Regions from separate parts of the Mus musculus genome. Here regions 1 and 3 are each linked to region 2. Evidence: chromatin contacts called from public HiChIP or PLAC-seq and promoter capture Hi-C data. All regions are on one chromosome and are shown on one strand. The core of a region is the stretch at or near the end of the contact, and the rest is flanking DNA. Distances in the headings are between cores, read along the strand shown. Region 1 has its middle 33 kb from the start of Gm33684. Region 2 holds the start of Jarid2 (jumonji, AT rich interactive domain 2). Region 3 has its middle 43 kb from the start of Gm2233.

Region 1 (4,490 bases), core at 597-3,096, 550 kb before region 2:
GAGTCTCCCCCCTTTAAACCCACAGCCTGCTGAAGTTACCACATAGACAAACAAACACATGCGTTAACTATTTTAAATGCATGGGGTAGGCACAGATTCTTATTATCCCACACTGACTATTAATAATAAATTGAACAATGCATCCGGGGTTACTTCTGGGTGCTTCCTGCATTAGCTTCCTTTTTTTAAAAAAAAATAAGGTCATCAATTTACTTTTTATTTGTTTAGGAACTTACGTTTTAAAAGGAAAGCAGCTGTGTGTTTATTATGAAGATAAAACTTATCTTTCATGAGAATGAGATAAGAAAAATTGCACTTGGGATATTAAATAATGATCACGCGACAGCACCAACAAACGACTCCGGACATCTGCTGAAAGCTCACGGATACCTGAGTGAATCTCAGTCAGTCCCCTCAACAGTCTTGTAGGGGCAGGGGACAGAACATTTTCCTATTTTGAATACATAATAGCCAAACAACAACAAGACCTCTTAATGTGAGGAACTTCTAGAACTCAGCCCTCTTTGAGTCTTCAAAGATAATACTCCAGTTGCAAACCCAGTCTCCCCCTGCCCTTTCCAGCTAGAGACAGAAAACCATTTCTGTAAAGGGCACAGAGAGAAAGCAAGTTAGGGGGAAAGTCTTCCCAGCTACAGTTAGAAAGGTGTTCAGGAAAGGGGAATGTGAGAGCTAATCTAGATTATGAAAGGCCTGGGAGTGCTATGAGTGTGTATATGCAAATGTGTGCATGCATACATGCATGTGTGTGTGCATACATGTGTGCGTGCATGTGTGCATGCGCGTGTGCATGTGCATGTGCGTGTGTGTGTGTGTGTGTGTGTGTGTGTGTGTGTGTGTGTGTGTGTGAGAGAGAGAGAGAGAGAGAGAGAGAGAGAGAGAGAGAGGAATCCAGAGTTTGACTCGGGTGTCTTCCTAAGTCACTCTCTACCTTTAAAAAATACATATCCTGTTAATTCTTGGGCATTACATCCAATACATTTTGATTGTATGACGCACTTCCTTGTTTCTCAGAACAGGGCTCTCTCCCCCACTGACTGGAACACACTTGCTCACTAATCCCCACCACAGGTACACACCACTCTCATTCTCTGGTGGTCCAGAGACCCCAGCTCTGGTTCACATGCTTTTGAGGATGTATTTCCCTGACTGAACCATTGTTCCAGAGTAGGAAGAGGGGAACATAATTCTATTCCCATAGACTCCACTGGCGATGTGGGAAATGGGTAGAAGCCATGCTCGTTATTTTGATCTTTGCTCCATCCTTTTCCAATACGTCACTCTCTTAAACTCCTGAGTCCAGGTTCAGATAGTAAAAGTGATCTTCGCAGAGTCCAGCTCTCCCAATTAAATCAAACACTTTCTTCAGTTTATCAAACTTCACCTTTGTTCCTTCATTCGTGTTAAGCAAATAGCAACTAATCATGGGATGGAGTCGGAGCCTGGGGAAAGAACTTGGCTTTCAAGTGTGAAAAATGTCATTCTTCCACTCAGCCAAAGAGTTCAAGACCTGACTTCAGGCTCCTCTGGGTCAGGCTGCTGCCAGACTTGAAATAAACAACCTGGATGGAGTCTTTAATGACTCCGACACAAAGCCAGCATTGTTGCGAGCTAGCCCCGTGGTACAATGGCAATGCCTTGGGATGTGAATGAAACCCGTCTCTAATTGTACATTTTTACCTAGGGTCGAGCCAAGGTTTTACTTTGTTTTCCCCTCTCGTTATTCCTTTATTTTAGGAATATGGCTTTTTCCACGGATCTAGACAGCCTGTGCCAGAAAGCCTTTTGTCCCTTTGGAGGAGAAAAGGACATTCAGGCGCGATCCCAACGTTAGGAGCCAAGAACTGTGAGCAGTGCTCTTGGTGCTTCGGGCTGTGCTGCACTGCGGGTGTGCTGTGCACTGTGTCTTTTAAACACACCTTGGGGAATTCATTAACCTTAGGAGACTTTGTTCTCGGCTGCTTACATTGTTAGAGTCATTCTGACTGCCTTAGAATAGCTATTACTACCAAAATAGAAAGTAGAAAATAGGACTCTTCCCACCTCCCCTAGGTCTGTGTTAAGGTGTGTGTGTGTGTGTGTGTAGCCCAGGCTAGCCTCAAACTCATGCTGTTATCAGAGTTTTTAGTGTCAGAGCTGGAGCATGGTAGCCTTAGCAAGCTATGCTTGCTACTATCTTCAACAGGCCAACTAGATGGATAACTAATACAGCAGAGCAGAAATTTGAGTAATGTGACTACGCTGGGAAGAACAACAAATAACGAGGTCCAATGGTACAGTCCCCTGAGCACCAACTCCATCTTCAGTGCCTGGACATGAGGTTCAGATTTAAGTAGAGGATAAGAGCATGCAAAGCTCAACAGTCCTGGTGAAGGGATGGTCCCGCCCATCACTGACCCATCCGTGTCTCAGCTCCAGCCTCTCTTGCCAAGTGCTCTCACAAGTTGTGCGAACTATGCAGAATATCTTCCTGGAAGCTAGAGACTGGAGACCGTTTCTTCCTTTTACTGACATCAGAGCCTTGCCCTTCCCCAACATGGAATTCCTGTGGAAACAGCATTTTCTTTGAGTCTGTTGTTTTAATAGTTTGATAGTCAAAGGGAAGGGCAAAGTATCTCTTTAGAATACCTTCATCTCTGTCAGGATGGTAGAATTGCACATTCTACGTACTGGGACAAGACCAGGCAAGCATTTCTCTGCTTCGAGCTACCCAAGTCCTACTTGATGCCTCCCTGTCTTAATATCATAAGATATCACTCTTCCCTGGTTTCCTTCCTCATTACAGGACTTTGTCCAGACTCCTTTCCTGCCTCTCTTCCTACACTCAAGTTCAACTGCCCCAGGACTGGGCTGATGGTGGTCATCTAGGCATGTACTGTGCTTTCTCCCTCTGGGGTATTATCCAGGGATGGTCATCTAGGAGTGTACTGTGCTTTCTGCCTCTTGGGTATCATCCAACCATGATCTGTATTTTGCTGATACCAACATTTGTCATTTTCCTTTGACCTTGACATTTGCATTTCTAGCTGCCTTCTAGGAGGATGGTCACTTTGGCTACCCAGGAGCTAGCACAAATTATACATCTAAAAGGTATCCTTGGTTTGGTCCCCAAAGCTACCCCTCTGCCACGCCTAAGGAAGTGCTGCCTCTGCCTATTCAGTTGTTCAACTAAAGACCAGAAGTCATCCCTTGTCTTCCCCATTCACTTCTAGTGCTGCCCATCTCAGCCTCCAGGACAGCCCTATATGTCACCATCATATCCTATGGTCTGATTGTCTGGGAACCAGTGTACCAGGGTCTCCATTTACTATACAACACTGTTTCCTTAGCAGCCAGCATTATCTTTTAAACACATGTTATTGTAGTTCTTCTTGATCACTATCTCCAGCTACAGGAGATAAAACCCAAAGTCTTTCATGTCAACATGCTCCTAAACAACCTGCCTCCCACCTGATATCCAACTTTATTCCTCTCCAATTCCCACTTCTGCTATAATGTCTTCTTATGGGGGATCAGACACCACAACACCCATACCCCAGACAGAACAGTGGAGGTAGCTCTGTTCTAGGAAATGTAGCCTGTGGACCTACTGGGAGACCACAGCAGGGATTCAGTACAGATGTAGAGAAGGGGACACAGATTCAGCAAACGCTCAGGCAAGCACCAGAAAGTGTGGCATCAGGTGATCCTGTGGCAGCCATGAAGAGGCCAGAGGATTTGGGATGGAACCAGGCTGCTCCCAATGGCACCAAATGTCTACCTATGGTGATCTTAAAGCATCAGTGGAAATCTGACAGAGTCACTCAGTGACAAGAACTTAGGACTTATCACTTTTGGACCAGTGAGAAAAGATATAGCCTCTGTCCTCAATCATTATTCAGCCTGATGAAAAAAGGCAGGCAGACAGACAGACAGACAGACAGAAAATTGCTATCCAGTTTGATAAGTTCTATTGGCAGAACCTATGTAGGAAGAAGTGTGTCACAAGTCTATCAATGAGCAAGATTTTCTAGGCAGTGACACAGAGCAGACAGGGCAGTCACAGGACTGTGTGTCTGCAACTGGTCATGGTCTCTGTATTAGTCACTGCTCCATTGCTGTGAGGAGACATCATGACCAAGGCAACTCATAAAAGAAGTCATTTATTAGGGTCTGGCTTACAGTTTCAGAGGATTGGCCAATTATGACGATGGCAGGGAACATGGTGACACACACGGTACTGAAGCAGTAGCTGGTAGTTCTACATCCTGATCCACAGGCAGCAGGAAGAGAGAGAGAGACAGACAGACAGACAGACAGAGACTGGGGCTGGTATGGAGGACCTTTGAAAGCTCAAAGCCAACCCCCATGAACACATGACCTCCAACAGTGACACACCTACTCCAACAAGGCCACACCTCCGTATTCTTCTAATCCTCACATCCAGAGTTCCTGTAGGGCAATGAAGAAACTCATCCTTACTGGTTAATTCA
Region 2 (4,460 bases), core at 388-2,887:
GACCATAGGTTAGAACCAGGAAATTAGCGCCGAGGCTGGGAGCCGTGCTAAAGTTCCTGCGAATGCCCCCGAGAGCGACAGCAGGGCCTGCGATCCATTGATCTGAGCGACTGGCGAGCCTGGGCAGGGCAGGGGCTGGGGCAGGTAAGGCTGCGGGGCACAGACCATTGGGCTCTCGGGCACTCAGTGTTCGAGACGCTTCCTTACGGGCTGCCTGTGTTGGGGGGTCGGTCTCCATTTTTCCGTTCACGGTTTCACCTCGGCGTTGGGAGTCTCGGTCGCGGACAGCCCTAGTCCTGAGGGTAAAGACCCCCTTCACCGTCTCCAGGGACGGCGGGGCTTCACCTCGGAGCCACCGGCGACGGCCTAGGGTCGCGTCGGCCCCGGGGACAGGGGCGGGCACGCGGGCCGGCGACCACGAGGCCGCGAGCTTTCGCCGGGAGGCTGCCCCAGCCGCGTCTGCCTCGCGCGTGGGGTCGCGTGCGGCCGCGGGCCGGCTTGGAGCCGTGACCTCGGACCACCCCGGCGGCCGAGCGGCCGCCCGCTTGCTCGGCACACGGGCGCTTGTCCTGAGGTGACACCGCCGGCAACGGCTGAAGCAAGCGGGCGCTGCCGATCAGCGAGTTCGCACCGAGCGAGGATCCCTCTTGGTGCGTGGCCCAGTTTGGCTGAGGACCCGCTCCAACCCCTCGCTGACACCGCCCCCCGCCGCCGCCGCCGCCACGCTCCGAGGCCTTTCCCCCGGGAAGCCTGGCGGCTTGCCCTCGCGGGCCCGCGGGCGCGCTCTCGCGCGCCGATTCCTCGATTCCACAGGCGGTTCGCGCCCGGGGTGGGGGCGGGGCGGGGCGCGCGGGGCCGGGCCGAGCCGGGCCGGGCCGGGAGGGCGGCCCCCGCGGGGAGGGGACTGGGGGGCGGGGCCGGCGTGGGGAGTTCCTCGCTCCCGGACCACACGCTCCGCGGGCCAATCCCGAGCCAGCCTCTAGCAGTGTCGCACGCGGGACACGTCCAAGCGTTTGTTGGCAGGGCCCGGGGAAGGGGGAGGGGGAAGCGATCGGGGAAAAGGGAGTTGAGTGACAGGAGGCGTGGGGCACGCTGGGAATTGTAGTTCTTCGCTTCCGTGGCCATAGCCATTTTGTAGTCAAGGGACTACAACTTCCAGAAGATCAAGGGGACTATTCTAAGGTGCCCCGGGAATAGGCGGCTCTCCCCCGGGCCGGGCGTCCTGGGGCACTGGTACCCAGCTGCCCGGCTGCAGGTAGACGTGAGGGCAGTGGCGAAGGTTTGCATGCGGCGACTGTTGGGTGAGCGGACTGCGGGTGGGGGGGGGGGGGGGGAAGGGGCTGAGGTGGAGCGACCGAGCGTGCCATGCATTGAGCTAGGGAGCCTCTCTCAATTCCACGACTGGGCTCGGCGTGGGAGAGGCGCCTGACGGGCGGCCCGCAGAGGCTTCGTGGAGGCCTTTCCGGGGTCTCGTCGACGGGGCTGCGGGAGTTCTCCGCACCGGGCCGGGGCTTGTGGGCAGAGGTTAGGCAGGCGTGCGGGGGGCTCAGCTGTGGGAGTTTTCGGCTGGCGGGAGGTGGCGAATTAGCCGAGGAGCCCTAACTTGTATAAAAGCAGAGTCCATTTAAAGTTGGGCTGGCTAGCCTCTCTCTCATTGGTTAAGGGGCTTGGAAAAAAGAGACTCGGCGAGCCCTCCGCTGTGGTGCTGCCGCCGCCACCGCCGCCGCTGGAGTTGACTCTTCTGCTCGCACTGCTGCTGCAGCACAAACGTGACTTCCAACATTTTAAATTTATCTTTTCCTTTTTTCTTCTTCAAGATGTAACTACAGATCAGATACTAAGGACCTTCACGTTTCGCTGATGTAGTTTTTGGAAGAAAAAGGGGGGGAGTGAAGGGCGTCGGTTTTTTTTTTTTTCTTCTTTTTTTTTCTTTTCTTTTTTTGTGTCTGTTGTATGTTTCGGGGGAAATTTTCCATTATGAGTGTTTTACTAAAGTGAATTTTTCTTGTTTGCTTCGCTCGTCTTTGGCTCTTTTTATATTTTTTCTTTTATCCTTCTCAATTTCGGATTTATTTCAAGGCGAATCTGGTTTTGGGGGAAGAGGAAGAAAAGTCGGATTACAAGATCAACCACCACCAACAACAATAAAAACCACCAGGATATTTTTTTGCAAATTTCTGACGGCTTTAAATTCATGAAGCAATTGTCCCCTTTTGCAATCAGCATTTGGATCTCAGAATGAGCAAGGAAAGACCCAAGAGGAATATCATTCAGAAGAAATACGTAAGTGCTCTTAACAACACATCCTTTGGCTTGCAGTTTTAAGCGATGGTTGTGAATGTCAAGTTTATAGATAATTCTGCAGCTGAAAGGTTTTAAACAGCGTCCGATAAAGCTCTTTCTTTTCCGAAAGGGCTTTTCAGGCAAAGTCGTGTCTGCCTAGTTTGGTTGAGAAAACAGACTGGTGTAGAGATACCTCAAGTATATAAATTGACCTCGAATGACACAACGTTGATGTAGTTTTGGTGAAAGGCAAGGGGTTTTGGTGGAGGTTGGGGTTCTGTGTGTGGGGGCCCCCGCAGTGATCTAACTGCATTCTCGGGCGGATTTGGTCCCATATTGCACTTTGCATACAAATGAGCCTGTTATTAGTGTTATTTGGAAAATCGTGTAAGGTATGTGTGTTGGAAGCTAAGTTGCAATCCAGAGTACGATTATGGCGATCTTCTAGCACTGGCACATCATTTAATATATGTGGCCCTTTTGGCTTATCTAGCTTGCAACATGACCCAGTTGGGAATCATGTTACTGGGAATGCATTTATTGGTATTGACTTTTATAAAGAGGCTGGTTTTGGTTCTAAAGATTCATGGTTTCTAGTTTGAGGGGAAAAACATAGCTCATGTAAAAGTATATGTGTGCCTGAGTGAATGCATGTTAATACGAATAATTTCTCCCTGAAAACTGGGTTTCTGAGATTGGGTTGTGATGGTTAGGTTTGTTTTGTGCACAGTATAGCAGCGTCTTGCTTGGCATAGGGAGTGTTTTTGTTTTGTGTAGTGGCTTTTTTTTTTTTTTTTTTTTTTTTGTAAGTTTGGGGGGAGGGAGTAGAGAGGGAAACCAGGGGATTAACCAAATATGCACTCGAGTGATCCGGTGGTTAGCTGCGTATGCTTTAGAGCAAAGTACACTTTTTTCCCCCAGAAAAAAAAAAGGCCCTTGAAGATAAATAAAGAACAATGCGACCCTATGAGAAAGTTTTATTTAACTAGGGTCGATGATTTGGTCTTAATATTTTTCCTTTTTGGTTAGAGAGGAGTGTATAATGGGAGATGACCTTCTGGGCAGTGGTTTTGTTAAATGTGTACACACACACACATTTAATGGAAAACCTGAATTTCTCCCGGAGAGCTGATCCTAATCTATACACGTAAACTTAACTTGAAAGAAACGTAAGATTAAATGAAGCTCAACTTACAAAGCCTACTCCATAAGGAATTTAAGAATTAAAATACATCCGCATTGCAGTGGGCCGGGTAAAGCGCAAAGGACTAGTTTAAACTCGATGTGTAGAAACTGCATGGACACACAGCCTTGCCTTGGAGCGTGGACTCCTTCCCAGAGCATGTCTCCTGACGTAGCCACAAAGGATATGGGGTAGAACTTGGGACGAGAACCCCCACCCTATCCCGGACCCCGATAAGTTGGAGAACACCGTGGGTAGGCATTTTGTTTTTTTGTTTTTTTTTGCTGGAGGCCAGCGGACCCTGTGGAGTCTGGACATCCGGCCGCAAGCCGGCGGTGGCTGTGCGAGGCAGAGCGTGAGTTGCTGCTGCGGGAGCCGAGTCTGCTCACGCGGTGCTCCGGACGCAGCCGGCCGGGAGGGTGCACGGGGCCCACAGCGCTTTGGGCCGTAGCCCGGGCTCGGGCCGCGGGCGCGCGGGCGGCCTGTAGGGGGCAGACTCCGGGTTGTGCTCTGGCTGGGCGGGTGGGTGGGGCTCGCGGGTGGCTCGGCGTGCTGACTCGGGGCGGGACGGGCTGGGTGAGTGAGGCTAGGGGGTGGTGGTGGTGGGGGTGAGGAAGGGAAAGATGCCTCGGGCGCCCCCCGCCGCGCGTAAGGCTCAGCTCTTACGCCGCCCTGCCCGCGGGCTCCAGCGCAGTCTCGAGCAACAGGTTAAGCAGGAGAGACGTCAGCGCGCCCCCTCCCCTCCCCGCGGCCTTCTTTTGCCTTGCGCCTTTGCACCCCCCATCCGGGCCGTCACGTCCTCTCTCCGCCCCTTGCCCCCAGTGGCTTTGAGTCCTCGGTTCTCCCCCTTCGCGAGCTGCCGCTGTCTGTTGTCATTGTGACGTCACAAAGGGACAGCCCAGTGGAACCTTCCTTTCCTCCGTGCTGTCAAAAGTCGGGCGGGAGGTTCCAGGCGCTGCCTGAGTAGGAGCTCCGGGAGTGCGGTGCTGTGCTG
Region 3 (4,673 bases), core at 1,013-3,512, 740 kb before region 2:
GTAACATCTAGTAAATACAGTACTTCTGAATATGAATGTATTTGTCAGCTTTAGAACTGTGACCATATGATAAAATACCGGAGATACTAACCTGGGGCTAAGGTTTATTTGGGGCTACGGTTTCAGAGGTTTCAGTCCATGGCTGACTGGCTCCCTTGCCTTTGGGCCTGTCAAGGAAGAAGCAAACATCAAAGGATAGAGCACATGGTGCAGCAAAGTTGCTCACTTCTCGGCAGCCCGGAAGCAGCAGTGATGGGGGGGGTGGAGAGTGGCGGCCATGGTTCTGGGCTTTTCATATGGTCAGTCCATCAGGTCCCCAAGCTGTCTCTTCTTTGTGCCTCTGTTTATATCTATTGAATCGGTAGTGTTCAGTAAATATCGTTCTGCCTTTGTAAAACCCCGCAGAAGAGTCATTTTATTCCATATGACAGTTGGGAGAAACAACACTGAGAGAGGATAAATCATTTGTCCTTGTCACATTTGTCACTGGGCCGTTGGTCAGCCAGGTGGTAAAGGCAGGAGTGGAGAGTCATTCTTCCTGCTTGCTGAGAGTCTTATTTATCCAGTTACTCTTGCTCGAGCCTCTCTCTCCTATCAGCCAAGGGTCAACGCTCATTGCACTGTTTTTACTAACAAGATTTGACAGTGTACACTTAAAATGTGTCCAGTCAGTTAATACTCATTGAATTCCTGCAATATGCTAGACACCCTGCTGGTATGGAGGCACAGAGCCACTCAGAAAGCCAAAGGGCCAGGAAGCCAGGTGATGTTGTTCTATCCCACGGATCACCTCTCTTGGTGGTGCCATCCCATGTAAGGTGTGATCTAAACAGAATAAGGCCAAGGGACTCTAAGCCTTTATATTCCAGTTCCTGTACCCTCAGAGTCACAGGGGAATCCAGGAAAACATTTCACTTGGCTATGGATGAAATAGATTTCCCCAGTGGCCGGGAAGGAGGTCAAGAAACCTGGCTTGCATCGGCAGCTCTGTCACTGAGCAAGCTGTCTGATGCTCTGGGCTTTGATTTACCCATCTGCCTTAAGCAGAGGACCACATCTCTGTGTTACCTTCTCACTTTTAACACTTCATCAATTCAACTCCATTCGACCCCTCAAACGGAATGCACCCCGAGGCCGAGAGCGTGGGGTGTTGGCATGGTTTTTCTCAGGCTGCACCATGGCTCTCCTGTGACAGGGCTGGCTAATCAATTCTCCCAGCTCACGTGCCGCTGACGGATGGGTCATTTGGAGAAGCTGTGCCTTGTTAGTGAGGCTGAGTGCTGCAAGAGACATGGCTGCCTCCCAAATCTGACGTATGCTGAGTTACCAGCTTACACGTTTCCCTGGGAAGGCAAAACACACGTCAAGAAACTGCAAATTGAATTCTCTCCCTCCGTGCAGAGGATCTGCTTGTGTTTTTATAAAGAGTAAAATCAGAAGTAGATGCACCACATTTCCTTTTGCGGAATCTGTATTTTTAGAATGATTACTTGAGCATGAGACACAGATACGGTTTTTAAAACACACGCCAGTTGGTGCCGTGTGTTTAAGAGGCAGGCCAGGTAGGAACGTCTTGTTTTTGTTGCTTTGTTTTCCAAGGAGCGTCTAAATTCCTCTTTGTAATTTGCCGACTGCAAATGGCTGTGCCCGTTTTGTGCCAAGTATATGAATTATACCGTGGCTCATCCTTGAACAGTGTCCTTGCTGTACCTTCTGCTGTACCCACTTTGTGAATGGGCAGCTGGAGTTCAGGTGAATTATGTCATTGATACAGTCATTTGAATAGACATTTGACAGTCATTTGAATTCTAGTTAATTCCACATGTTTATGCTATCTCTACCCCATATAATACCTGGAAGAGGAAACTGGATTGATCATTCAGATAGCATAAAACATGCCAGGAATTAGCAAAAGGGGGCTTCTCTCTTCTTCCCAGAATGCAGGAGAGGGCTCTGAGCAGATCTCTTCACAATGCCATACAAGCCTTAGAAAAAGGTACTCCCTCCCCTGACGCCCTTACCTAGCTGCTGGGCTGCAGACACCGCTGTAAGAAGCAAACTTCACATGGCAGCCTGTCAGCGGCTGTGGGCAAACACTGGAAGACGACTGCATTATTTATGATCATTATTTATTTTCTGGTGTTCAAATATTTACCTTTCTTTCTTTTCTTTTGCAAACAGTTTAGTGGGCAGTGGGGAAACCCTGCCTCCTGCTAAAGAGGTTGAGCTTTGTTTCCGGAGGCCAAGTCCAGTTAAAGACGCTGACCACGCTTCCCAGAGCTGGGCTGGCCAAAAGCCAGCAAAGAGTACTGCCTCATTCTTGTGACTACATTGCTTCAAAGAATGAGTTGGCTTATCCTGAAGGGATTCTCTTCTAATGAATTGGCTGTCAGTCTGGGCTGCGCCCTTGCCTGGCATCTGTCCCACTGGTTACTCAGACCTTGGTTTGTTTGTTTGTTTTGTTTTGTCTTTTGTCTGCTTCTGTCATCATTGATCTATGATGTTTAGACTTAGGTTAATGTGGTAGTTAACGTTCAACTTGGTTAGATTTAGAATCACTTAGGAGCCATAACTCTGCGTAGGCCTTTAGTGTTTCTCCCAAATGGACTAATGTGGGTGGTGGAGTCCCAAGATGATTAAAAAAAAATCAAGTATGGAGATCTCTGTTCATCTCCATCTACTTCCTGACTGTGGATATGGCGTGACCAGCCACTCCACACTTCCACCATCTTGCCTTTGCTTCCATGATATACTGTATCCCTTCAGATCATGAGCCAAGATCTCTTCAGAAATAAGAATACTTCTCCCTTCAAGTGCTGTTTTTCAGGGATTTGATCACAGGAATAAAAAAAAAAAAGTAATTTCAAGTGGGCTGGATTTGTAACTCAGTTTGTTGAATGTTTATCTAGTATCCATGAAGCCTAGTGTTTGAGCCCTGCATAGTGGTGTATGGTGGCGCACGTCTGTAATCCCAGCACTCTGGAGATAGGGGCAGGAGGGTCAGAAGGTCAAGGTCATCCTTGCCTACACAGTAAGTTCAAGGCCAGTCTGGGATATATGAGATCATGTCTTCTTCTTTAAAGAAGGAAGAAACGGAGAGGAAGAGGAAAAGGAGGAAGAGGAAGGAAGAAAAGGAAAAGGAGGAGAAGGAGAGAAAGAGGAGGGAGAGGAGGAAGAGAAAGAGAAAAAGAAGGAGAAGTAGCAGGAAGAGGAAGAGGAGGAAGAGAAGAAGAAGAGGAGAAGGAGGAGAAGAAGGAGGAGGAGGAGAATAGAAGCAGCTAACATGAGGACTAATATATACTATATCTCTTTTCCAAACAAGATGAAAATACTGAGAAATATTAAAGAAAACCATTTCACAAATGAGAAAAAACTTTAAACTTCAAACAACATTCAAATTCTTCATAGAGCACTGGCCACACACCAGCTCACTCCCTAGTAAGAGTATTGTCTGGGGCATGTGCCAGCAGATGCAGAGTAGTGGACTGAAGTTCAAGAGGCTGAATCACCTGTTACAGGTCTCTTGGAATCTAGCTGCACAGTGTAGCTTGCTGACACTCAGGGCAGTGAGCAGAGGAGCCCTGAGAGAGGCTGGAGAGAGAGCCATGGGAGCCAGCCTCTAGTCCTCTTAGTATTCTAGTTGTGCTAATCCATCCTTCTACCTGTAGCTTATTAGTGACTTAGCATCAGAACACACCGTAGTCTTTACCATGAATAATGGTTTCATATGGTTGGTTGGTTGTTTGGAATAGATATGTTTACTTATGGATAGCAAAATGAACGACGTCGGTCAGGTGACTTGGAGACAACTCAAGCTGAAAGAGGAAAGGGGGCGGGCAAGAGAGGAGAAGAGCCATGGAACTTCCTGGGGGGGGGGGGTGTAGAAAATCAGCTCTTCTGTGAGGGCCAAGTTCTGACCACTGTTAAAAGGATCTTGCAAGCAGCTCAGATCCTGCTTGCTGATGTGTTCTTTCGCTTCTTCTTCCTGGTATAGAAGAGGTCTGGCCTCCTCGGGAAGAGGACCAGAGGTATGTGTTAGCTTCCAGCTCCTATGACAGAATAATTGAGGCCATCGACTTATAAAGAGAAAGGCTTGCTTTAACTGACGATTTTAGAACCTCACTTTATTCTGCTCACCAGTCCTGACCCACATACCTCGTTTCTGCTTGGTTCAGGAGTGTTTGCCAGAGGCCCACATATTCAGGACTGGGTCTTTGGTTCTTGGTCTGGGTTGCTATTGGGAGGTGGTGGAAGCTGGAGGGAAGCCCCAGTCAGGTCGGTAGAGCTCTCCTCTGATGAGGATATTGAGGCCCCAGGCATCTTCTCATCTTCCAGGTCATCACTATGGAGCAGCTCTATTCCACCACACTCTTTCTACCATAGTTTGTCTTCTCTTTCTCCCCCCCTCCCCTCCCCCTCCTCCTCTCTGTCCCTCCCCCCCCTCTCCCCCTCTCTCCCCTTCCCTCTCCCCCTCTCTCTCCTTCCCTCTCCCCCTCTCTTGCTCCCTCCCTCTTCCCTCTCCATACCCCTGCCCCGCCCCCAGCTTCCACAGTGCACATCCAGTATAAATACACTAAACCAAAGGATGGCTTGGGTCCCAGACACAACATGAGAGTTTTACAGCAGAGAAACAGCCCCACTATGTGAACCATTGGTTCTAAGTCTTTCTCTGA

The links. Promoter capture Hi-C pulls out the DNA fragments that hold promoters and counts their contacts. HiChIP or PLAC-seq counts read pairs in DNA pulled down with a chosen protein or histone mark.
Region 1: a contact with region 2 is called in an H3K4me3 HiChIP or PLAC-seq map of embryonic limb bud, with 5 times the contacts expected there. The contact joins the enhancer-like site here to the promoter of Jarid2 in region 2. A contact is called at or near these places in 8 of 39 promoter capture datasets (the 3T3-L1 cell line, cranial neural crest, frontonasal cranial neural crest and 4 more), 5 of 484 Hi-C or Micro-C datasets (adipose-derived mesenchymal stem cells, cortical neurons, muscle stem cells and 1 more), 10 of 115 datasets of contacts at active chromatin or transcription factors (VIP interneurons, astrocytes, bone marrow-derived macrophages and 7 more) and 1 of 9 other capture datasets (adipose tissue).
Region 3: a promoter capture Hi-C map of hippocampal neurons shows a contact between it and region 2, with 5 times the contacts expected there. The contact joins the enhancer-like site here to the promoter of Jarid2 in region 2. A contact is called at or near these places in 6 of 39 promoter capture datasets (the 3T3-L1 cell line, cranial neural crest, frontonasal cranial neural crest and 2 more), 1 of 484 Hi-C or Micro-C datasets (cortical neurons), 18 of 115 datasets of contacts at active chromatin or transcription factors (DN3 thymocytes, T-cell acute lymphoblastic leukemia, astrocytes and 14 more) and 2 of 9 other capture datasets (adipose tissue and liver).

What each region holds. Positions count from the first base shown.
Region 1 is chr13:44,181,130-44,185,619 of GRCm38.p6, forward strand. No RefSeq gene overlaps it. Among named protein-coding and RNA genes, the nearest start is that of Gm33684, 33 kb to the left of the region's middle. Within about 2 kb of position 1,847, at least 23 of the 459 cell types and tissues checked have an H3K27ac peak or open chromatin away from gene starts, as enhancers often do. A contact at or near this core is called in adipose tissue, embryonic limb bud and trophoblast stem cells, where this site is marked.
Region 2 is chr13:44,729,634-44,734,093 of GRCm38.p6, forward strand. Jarid2 (jumonji, AT rich interactive domain 2) reads left to right here and starts at 1,638. Exons shown (of 18, transcript NM_001205043.1): 1 at 1,638-2,283. The coding sequence starts at 2,239.
Region 3 is chr13:43,989,674-43,994,346 of GRCm38.p6, forward strand. No RefSeq gene overlaps it. Among named protein-coding and RNA genes, the nearest start is that of Gm2233, 43 kb to the left of the region's middle. Within about 2 kb of position 2,263, at least 48 of the 459 cell types and tissues checked have an H3K27ac peak or open chromatin away from gene starts, as enhancers often do. A contact at or near this core is called in adipose tissue, cortical neurons, forebrain and 3 more, where this site is marked.